2 separate regions of the Arachis hypogaea genome follow, and region 2 is linked to region 1. A link is a contact called in public Hi-C data. All regions are on one chromosome and are shown on one strand. Each heading gives the region's core, a stretch centred on a gene start, on an enhancer-like site or on the middle of the called end of the contact. The rest is flanking DNA. Distances are from core to core; before and after follow the strand shown. Region 1 holds the start of LOC112732933 (PHD finger protein ING1). Region 2 holds the start of LOC112732939 (magnesium transporter MRS2-3).

Region 1 (5,192 bases), core at 599-3,098:
AAGTCGCAACCAACCAAGTCCAAGAATTTTGATAAATGTAGAGTCTCCTAATGGACTTGACTCTGCTTAGACTCTTCATGAAACTCTAACTGATTAATCCTGGGGTCCTAACTGTTCAATATCGCATCATAAGTTATGTTCAACCCCGGATATGTACATTGACCTCTTTTTGTACTAGAAGAAAAAAAAAGAAAAAAGATAGAAGAGAGCCGGAGCCTGGATTTCAAGGGGCTAAAATTTTTTTGCCTATAGAGGAACACTTAAACAAGTTTTCAGAGGCTGTAAGTACATAACCAGAATGAAATCACTGATTCTAGTATTTTTTTCCCCCCGAAATTTTTGCATGGAGTCCTGTTTATCATCTCACACTTCAGAGTATTTGATATACTGAAGCTCAAAATTTTGGCCAGCTGATAAAGAGTGGTTTCACAATTTACAGAAATTTCCTTCACAAATCATTATGGGGTTCAAGGGACTTTGCTGATTTCGTTTTGATCATTGTTGTTAATATGTAATTTTGTATTGTATTTTACTTCTGGGAATAGTTTTTGACTATAGGAAGTGATTGATTATCAAGAAAAAGAGACTTAATTGTAACCATTGTTATTAAAACCGGACCGGACCGGACCGGACAGTTCGACTGAAAAACCGATGAACCAGATCCTATACTGGTCCGGTCCGATATTTGCACCATGTAAGGTAACGAACCGGTAGGAACTAGTCAAAATCTGATTGAACCATTGAAAACCGGTCAAACCTGATGAAGACCGGTCCGACCAAACCGGTACGAATTGGCATTTCATAGAAATGCTAGAGGTAGGGTTTGAACCTTTCCTTCATAAATGGAGGCGCCATTTACAGCCACTAGGCTGCTGTGCTCTTCACTAATATATATGCAAATTATAATATATATAAATATCTTTCATCAAATTACTTCTATTTAATTTATTTTAATTTTAGTTATAAACTCACTCATTCTTAAATTAATTATATTTTATTTAACAATAATTATAAACTCATTTTTTCTTTTCATAATTATATAATTTATTAATATTATTTTTCAATAAATACCTATAGTATAAAATAATACAATAAATATAAACTAATTAATAAATTATTGAAATTTAAAAATAATAGTTATTTTAATATAAAAACAAAATAAAATTATTTATGATAGAGTAAAAATAATAAAATATTTATTGTTTCTGTTCTATATTATTTTAAAATAGCTTGATATTTTTAAAATGTTAGTAAAATTATGTATTTTAAATTTTAATTTTAAATTTTTAACTATTTTTTATTTTTTATTATATAGGACCAAGTCAACCGGTTCAACCAGTGACTCACCGATTGAACCAATAACCCAGTGACCCAATAACCTGACCGGTTTGATCACCGGTTCGGTTCTGACAACTATAATTGTAACCAATGTTTCGAAAATTGGACTAGACCGGCCGGTCTGACCGGTTTAACCGTGAATCGTCAACTAAAATGGTTCGATTTGCCATGCAAAACTGTTAATTTGAAAATCGGATTTAAACCGCAGAAATGGCCGGGAATCGGTCAGTCGGACCGGATTGGAACCCGGCCGGTTCTCATCAATCGATGCCGTTTTGGTTAAAAATTGTTCTGAAAATCGAATCGAACTGGCCGGTTAAACCGAATTAACCGGGAATCGGTCATCTAGCCGGTTGGATTGAAGTGCAAAACCGTCTAGCAAAAAAGTGGTAAAAAATCGGTCGAACTGGCGGTTAACCAGCGAACCGTTTGAACAGAACGGTTTTTCCCCGGTTTTCGATTTAAAAAAAATGAAAAAAATATAAAAATATATAAACCCTCCCCCATTTTCTCTCTCTTTCACTCACGCACAAGACCCACCCCCCTCTCTCTCTCTCCACTCCACGGAACCCTAGCCCCCTTTTCTTCCTCTCTCCCAGCCAACAGCAGCAGGAGGCCAGGAGCCACCGCCTAGTGCCCAACGCCGTCGTCCCCGACGAACTCGTCTCCTCAGCCAGCGTCCAGCCTCGTCGTCGCCGATCCTCTTCTCCTGGATCCCATCTCCTCGCGTCGCTAGGTCTCATCGCCGAACGGGTGGAGGGTGCTGTCGCCGCCGGGTGGAACTGACCGTTGTGGCATCAAGAATCATCGCCTGTGGAAGGTGAAGGTCTACTCGTCGCCTGTCATCGTTTCTCTTCCCCTCGCCGTCGTCTCTCTCGGTCTCCGTCGAGCCCTTTCTCTGTCGCCGTCGTGCCCTCTCTCTGTCGCCGTCGAGCTCTCCATCTTTCTGTGTGTCGCCGTCGAGCTCAACGACCCTTCCTCCGGTAAATAATGCTGCTTGAATTATTTTTACTTGATTTTGTACTTTTGTTAATAATGCTGATTCAGTTGCTGGTTTTACTATTTTAGTGATCTTGATTTGCTGAGTTAATAGTATTGAATTACTGATTTTGATGATTTTGATCATTTTCTATTATCCTGAGTTGTTGAGTTGTTGATTTTTTGAAATGATGTTGCTATCTGGAATAATATTGTTGCTGGTTTTCTGATTTGGGTTTGGCTGATGTTGTAAGTAAGTGGTAAGTTCATGCGGAGGTTCAGGCTCCCACGCCAAGATGGATCAGGTGAAGACATCCATGGAGAATGGTGTTCTTACTGTCACTGTTCCCAAGGCAGAAGTTAAGAAACCTAGGCAGAAGTTAAGAAACCTGATGTTAAGCCCATTCAAATCACTGGTTAAACAATATAATTTTTCTTAATCCCCTTTCTGGTTTTCAAGCCTGTGTTTGGGTTTTGTTGTAAATTGTGATTGCCTAATATCTATGATGTTCATGTCCTAGAAATATAAATCATGTAGTAGTGGTAAGTAAGAAAGCAAGATTATTATGATATGAGATGTCATCAAGTATGTAGTGCATGAATGGAACTTTTTTTGTGGCTGTGCTTTGAAAATCCTATCGATGATGAAAATCCTGAAACTAACAATGATGATTATGATTTTTGATGATTAGAGTTTTGTATAGTTAAAAAAGGTGAAATTTTAAATTTTATTAGATTAGAAATTATTGAATTTAAATCTTTGAAATTATATATTTAATTTTTAATAATTTTGTTAAAAATTTATTTAAACCGGTTGAACTCCGGTTGAACCTCAGTCAAACCATTAAACCAGTGAACCAGTTATCTTACCGGTTCATTGACCGGTCCAGTTCTCGCAACCTTACTAAAAAGTAAAAACCAAACAGAAGCACGCATGAAGCCAGCAGTCAAGCCACAACCAACTCGTTCTCCAATTCTTCCATCTCCTTCCTCCTCTCCAAAGAAACAGAAACCCTAGCCTCACTGCCACAAGCTACAAGAAGTGAGCCACTGCCGCTGTCTGTTGCAGTCAGGGGCAGGTGTGAAGCACAGAAGCCTCACCTCCTAACCCTAGAGCCCCTTCTCCGGTTTCTTTTATCTCCTTCCTTCTCCCCAAACAAAAACGAAACCCTAGCCTCGTTGCTGTCCGTTGCAGTCAGGGGATCCTCTCTTCATTCCGTTGGCGTCCTCCAAAGAAGAACCCCTGTTGGCTCTCAGTCTTCGTTCTCTACTGTCGACGTCTGCTCGCAATCGTTCTTCGAAGGTCAGTGCTCACTGCTCGCAGTCTTCTTCTACGCCGTCCGTCGTCCTGCTCGTCGCCTGGTCTCCGTCTCCGCTGCGCTTCTGCCCCTCGGCTCAGACAGCTCAGAACGAAGGCAAAGGCTTCATTTTTTTTTAATTTTAGTTCTCTGTTCTTCATTCTTTACTCAAAACATTGTTTATTTTTGGATTTTGCTAATGCTACTAGGTTGAAATTTGAATCTAGCTGTATTATACTTTGTTTTCTTGTTTTGGATTGAATCATTAAATGATTAGTTGATTTATTTTGGTGGTTAATCTTTGTTAAAATTGTGCTGATTCAGTTGATTTAGTTCACTAGTTAATCTTGTTAATCTTCATTAAAATTGTGTGCTGTATTTTGTTTTGTGTTGTGACTCAATTGTGCTTAGATTGTGACTGACTTAAACTTGTGCTTAGATTGAATGATTAATTGATTATTGATTAGCTATGGCTGTTTTGATGTGTTGCTGTTTTGATTAGCTATTGTGACTAACTTAAACTTGCTGTTTTGATGTGTTGCTGTTTTGATGTATTGCTTAATTGATTATATAGGATAGTTGTTCTGCCATGCTATTGCTGCCTATATAAGTGTGTAGCTACCACTAAAATTAGTAACCCTCATTAAATTACCTCAGCTATACCATCAATTAAATATCCTGAATACTAATATGCAGTTGCTATTTCAATCTGCATTCTGCATAATACTGTCTAAACATGCTGCTGCTACTTCAATCAGCATTCTGCAATATGCTTTAATGAAATGGCTCAAGATTGAAGATGACGAGGCAATCTTCTTCAGGAAGCAACACGTACAGTGAGATTACCACCTCTAGAAGAACTGTTTCTCATGATCTCAAATCTGTGTTTTGATGTTTTTTGAGATTGATCACTGTCTTTTCCTTCATTGTCTTGTCTTTTTGCTCCTTTACTACTCTCCGATACTCTGTTTTTGCAGTGTAACCTAAGGCTATTATTTGTTGCAGGATTTGGTACTTGATGTTAGTTTAGAAGAAGCCATTTTGGAATGAAATCAGATTTACATCTTATTAGTTTGGTGTTTGTTGACTGAACCAGATTGGTAGGAAAATCTTAACCAAAAATTATAGGTAAAGGTTTTTTTTTATTTTTTTTATTTTTTTATTTAATTCAAAATAAAAGATACACCAAAAATGACCAAAATGCATTTTTGATTGCCTTATTATTGGTCATGATTTTATTGGTAGATTCACTACTTTTAACTAGCCTCATCAATTCTTCCTAGATACGAACTGTACATTCTTTTTTATTTTTTTTGTCTATATAATTATTTTGTGTTTAACTTTATATAAATTTGTGTCCATCTAACTTCATAAAATTTTATATTTATATATATATTTTTTTATAAAATTGTGCAAACTCTTGATTCATTGTATCTTTCTCATCCTTAATTTTGTTTATATAATTATTTTGTATTTAATTTTACAAATTTCTATACCAACTTTCATAAATTTTTGTGTTTTTTATTAAACTTTATATAGAATTCTACACTTTTGGTTTTATTTTTTTGTTTATCTTCT
Region 2 (5,421 bases), core at 81-2,580, 190 kb after region 1:
ATAATAAAAAGAATATCTAAATATTAAATACCAACATAAAGATTTATCAATCATCAAATGCATTGTTATGAAGAGGATTAGAATTGGCAGTATCATTCGAAATAGGAGGATTAGGATTGGCAGGCAAGTTATTGTTCACAGATGCATTGTTCTCAGCAATTGCTTCTTGATTAATACTATCATCCATAACTGAAATTAATAAATCATTCACAAAATTAAAAACAGCAGTAGCACAGCCAGAAATAAAAAAATTATCATTCAGCACCAAACAGGACATTCAGCAACAAAACCACCATTACCAACAGCATTCAGCATTCAGCAACAAAAACACCATTACCAACAGCATTCAGCAACAAACAGGGCATTCAGCAACAAAAATTAGCATTCAACAACAAAGTGTCATCAATCAAATCCATATGATCTTATCAAAATACAATCTCAAAAGTTAAATAGTAAAAAGACATATATAAATATTAAAAACCAACATGAAGATTTATCAATTATCAAAATCCGTAGATTAGAAGAACCTTGTGACTGACTATTATTCGAACTAGGTGGATTAGGATTAGCAGAATCATTTGAATTAGGAGGATTGGCAGATGAATTATTACTCAAACAGGCATTATCAACAACTGCTTCTTGATTAATATTTCTATCCATAACTAAAATCAATAAATCATAATCCAAATTAAAAACAGCAACAGAACGGCCAGAAATCAAATAATCATCCATAAGACCATAGAACAGAATCATTAACAAATCCATTACTCAATTTCAGAAACAAATCCATTACTCAATTTCAGAATCAGTAACAAATCAGTAACAAAAGCACATATTAGAATAGAATCAGTAACATATCAGAAATCAATCACTAACTTCAGAGTTCAGATTCACAAATCCCTAATTTCAGAAATTGCATATTTGAGTAATTAAAAACGACGATCACTAACCATCGAAGAACAAGCATGAAGAGGGTTTGGTTTCTAAACAGACAATAAAAAAAACAGGAAGAACAAGCACTAGCAGTGAGCATTGACCTTCGACGACGACAGAGAGCGGTTGAGCGCAATGGACGACGGCGAACAGGCGACTGATGAGAGCGAACAGGAGATGGATAGCGAACAGGGGATGGTGAGAGCGAAGTAACGAACGCCGATAGCACGAAGACGGAAGTTCTTGAGTACGACGGAGGCGGCAACAGCAGTCTCTCACTCCGACAGACGGCGACAAGATTGGCGGAGGCTAGGGTTTGCTTTCTTTGGTGGAGGCTATGGCATTTGGGTGATGACTATGGAAGGAGTGGGAGAAGGGAGCCAAACGCGTGCAATCCCTTTTTTTCCTAAGGAAACGGCGTCGTTTCTTGTAAACCGGCCTGGTCCCGGCCCGCTTTGACCGGCCGGTTCTCGGCCGGTTCAGCGGTTTGTATCCGGTTTCTAGAACAGCGGTTTCTGCTAATAAACCGAACTGCCTAAGCTACCGGTTCGTAGTTTGACCGGTTTTCAGAACATTGATTTTTTTTGTTCTAAATGGCAAAATGGCGTCGTTTTCTAAGAACCGGCCAGTTTTTGGTCCGATCCAACCAACCGATTTCCGGCCAGTTCAACGGTTTTAAAACAGTTTTGTATTAACGGTTTTAAGAGGATGATTGGATCGTTTTTCTTGTCGGTTTTCGGTTGAACGGTTGAACCGGTTGGTCTGGTCCGATTTTTAGCACTATGCAAAAAACCCTGCTGCATTCGCAGAAACTATGAGAGGAGTTGTCGGTAAGTGATGGTGATTAGTAAATCTGCTGGGCTTTTTTCTGCTGTTTCAGAAAAAATTTTGGTATATGGTGTTTGGGCTTGCTTTTTTGGTTTGATCTGAATATTGTGATCCATACGATATGATTAAGTTATGGACTATATATGAAGCAGGAAAAAAAATGATATGGACCTAAATAATAATAATGGAGTTAAACTAAGCCTCACTTGTAGACAAGGATTCAGGTTCTTAGATTCGCCGCCCAGTGAACATGTTCTGTTCCTTATGAATGATGATGTTAAAGGGAATTTATGATGGACTGATATAGATACGGGAACACGACACGATACGAAATATTTCGATACATAAATTTTAAAATTTTATAAGATACAAGGACACACATATATATAAAATATAAAATATTTTTTTAGATAAAACATAATGATATTTTGATATTTTATTGATAGTAAAACATAAGTTTATTTTTTAATTGATTTTAATGTCTTATTTTAATTATAGAGAGTATTTAAAATATTTTTATTTTAGTAAATAATAATATATACTATTTCTAAATTTATTTCAAGAATACATGTTGAGAATAAAGTTAGACATACTGACACGTGATGATATTTATGTGTATCTAAGCCTATCTGATTTTTTTTTCGTTTTTTATTAAATTGGATACACACTATCACGTGTATTTTAATTTTTTTTTTAATTTAAACTTCTCATTTCTTAAAGTAGTACGTTTGTTTAACTTGATTAATTAAAATTACTTATTTTAATATTTATTTTGCAACCTTAATTTCCAATACTTTTAAAATTAAAAAAAATATAAAATTCAAAATTATTTGTTTTCAAAGATTTAATGGTTTCAAATTCTAAAATTTGAAATTAAAAAAAATTAAAATTTAAAATTATCTATGTTCATTGATTATGGATATAGTTTCGTGAGGACGGCAATGCGTAGCACTCACCTGAGACCAAGGTTCTGAAAACTGGTTCGAATCGGCCGGTCAAACTGTGAACCGATGAGAATTACGGTTCGATCATATGCTAAAATCGCAAAAATAAAAAATAGAAATTGAACCGCTAAACCGACCAGAAACCGATAGGTCGGACCGAACCGGGACTCAGCCCCTTTTCTGAATATTACCAAAAACGCTGCCGTTTTGTGAGCTGATCTACTAATAGTCTAATACCCTAACCATTACCAACCCAGCAACCCTAACTCACTCCAACGGCGCAGCAGCAGCACACACTCCCTCCCTCCCATCAATCTCGAGCTCGTCGTTCCTCTCAACGCCAGCTCACTCACTCCTCACTTCTCGTTCAGTCGCCGGACTGCTCTTGCCGCGTCACAAGTTGGAGCTTCAAAGCTCACTCCCTCACTCTTGCTCGTGCAGCTAACGATTCGGCAGTGGAAGCACAGTCGTTGGGCTCGCCTCCTGCCTCCGTCGCGAAGCTCTGTTCCACCGTCACCAGCGCCATCTCTGTTCCACCGGTCAGTGCTGCTCCCCCTATTGCTAAGGATTTGTTCTATTCTATGCTTCTAGCTGTTGTTACTGGTTTTAGGGTATCTATGTATTCTTAAGTTACTTTGGTGAATTTGTTAATTATTATAGCATTGTTCTGATTTATGTGATTTATATTAATTATAATTTATATTAATTATAATTTATATTTCTGATTCTGATTATTCTTGGAATTTTGATTTTGTTCATTATAATTTATATTTTTGGATTGTTTGTGATTTGATTTCTGTGATTTCTTTAAAATTTTGTGATTCCTGGGACTGGCTTCAATTCAAGATGGTATTGTATCGTTTCTGTGAATCAATCTCATTAGGGTTTGGTTTATTGATTCTTTCACTCTGGGGTGGTGGATTGGATTATTGTTGATAAGATTTTATGACTTGTTTCTGTAGATGGTGTTGTGATCAATATGGTTGTTGGTGGGGAAGTGGTCGAAAGCAAAGCAGTTTTCATTGCTGAAAAAGCTTGAACTAGAGAATCTGTATGTTGTTTCGTTATCCTTTTTCTTTCGATGTGTACTAGAAATTTGTAATTCAAGGAAGGTAGCTTGCTTAGAATCTCCATTAGCCTAGGCACTAGTAGTGTCATTCTGTTTCAGTAAACTAGTAATGTCTCTCTTGTAACTGCCTATTGAGTCTAAAATTCTTACTTTTCAGAAAACTGGAACCAAGATCAAGGAGCTTAGTTTGCTGGAAAGCATCAAGAGCAACCCATCAGAAAGTAATCATATTTTTTATGATCTAAATTTAATGTTAGAATTCATAGATGAACCTTTTTTCTTTGAAGTAAATAAAAATAATAATATTTTCTCCACTATCAAGAATATATTCAAACTTTTCAGGTGAGACTGTTAACTAGAAATATAGCAGTGTTAATGCATATGTTTGTAGTTTTTATCCTTCAGTTCATATGTTGTGATTGTGTTGATTTTTTTTGTTATTTTGACTTCTGAGTTTATATTTGAATGAGATCATAATATTATGGTTCAATGTGATTATTTATATTTTATTTATTATTTTATTATAAAAAGATTTTTTCGGTTGAATTACGGTTGAACCGGTTGAACTAGTAAACCAGTGAATTAGTAGCTAGAACAGTTCAATGACCGGTTCGGTTTTCAGAACCTTGCCTGAGACATTGAGTATGGTCTAGTGAGGATGGCGAAGCGTAGCGCTCACTTAAGACCAGAAGTGTGGTTTCTCCATAAGAATACGACACGCTCATGGAGGGAAAGATTTGGATTCCCTATGAGGACAGCGAATACTGAACGCTCATAGAGGGAATGATTTGCGAACATAGGGACGGCGATGCGTAGCGCCTATTTCGGAGATGTGGTCGGGTTGCGGGTATCCAAACCGACACGTGAGTTCATAGCCTGCTTAGGATAGACATGCATAATAATATCTATGCATTTGCATTTGGTTGTGTTTGTTTATTTTATTTTTGTGATTGTGCTGTTTGTCTTATTGTGACTTGTTTGTGTGTTGAATTGGGTCTTTTACTTGTGCTATTAGGTTGCGAATGTATTGAGGTGATTAAGAGCTGCTGATGTGTGAAAATTAATTATGTGGTTGAGAGAGGGTTAATATCATAGTTGTTGGAACCGAACCGGTGATCAAACCGGTCAGGTTACTGGGTCACTGGGTCATTAGTTCAACTGGTGGATCACTGGTTGAACCGGTTAATCCGGTCCTATGTAAATAAAAAACAAAACATAGTCAAAAATTTAAAATTAAAATTTAAAATATATATTTCACTAACATATTAAAAATATCTAGCTATTCTAAAACATGGAACAAGAATAATAAGTATTTTGTTAATTTTATCATAAATATTTTTATTTTGTTTTTATAGTAAAATAACTATTATTTTCGAATTTTAATAATTTATTAATTAGTTTATATCTATTATACTATTATATACAAGTATTTATTGAAAAAAATATTAATAGATATTATATAATTATGAAAAAAATAAGTAAGTTTATAATTATTGTTAAATAAAAATATAATTAATTTAAGAATGAGTGAGTTTATAACTAAAATTAAAATAAATTAAATAGAAGTAAATTATTTGTTAAAAGATATCTATATATTTTAATTTGCACATATATTAATAACAAGCAAGATAGCTTGGTGGTTTTGAT

What was found. A called contact is a pair of places that touch in the nucleus more often than the background predicts.
Region 2: a contact with region 1 is called in a Hi-C map of leaf, with 4 times the contacts expected there. The contact joins the promoter of LOC112732939 here to the promoter of LOC112732933 in region 1. A contact is called at or near these places in 3 of 8 Hi-C or Micro-C datasets (leaf and an unstated tissue).

Annotation. Positions count from the first base shown.
Region 1 is chr13:119,199,027-119,204,218 of arahy.Tifrunner.gnm2.J5K5, forward strand. It overlaps LOC112732933 (PHD finger protein ING1), which reads left to right and starts at 1,849. Exons shown (of 10, transcript XM_072212381.1): 1 at 1,849-2,321; 2 at 4,373-4,445; 3 at 4,620-4,742. It overlaps LOC112732932 (protein MEI2-like 4), which reads left to right. Exons shown (of 15, transcript XM_025781760.3): 15 at 1-930. The coding sequence ends at 70.
Region 2 is chr13:119,385,283-119,390,703 of arahy.Tifrunner.gnm2.J5K5, forward strand. It overlaps LOC112732939 (magnesium transporter MRS2-3), which reads right to left and starts at 1,331. Exons shown (of 4, transcript XM_072212384.1): 1 at 1,038-1,331. It overlaps LOC112732941 (a long non-coding RNA gene), which reads left to right and starts at 2,919. Exons shown (of 3, transcript XR_003168159.3): 1 at 2,919-3,244; 2 at 3,668-3,756; 3 at 3,932-4,264.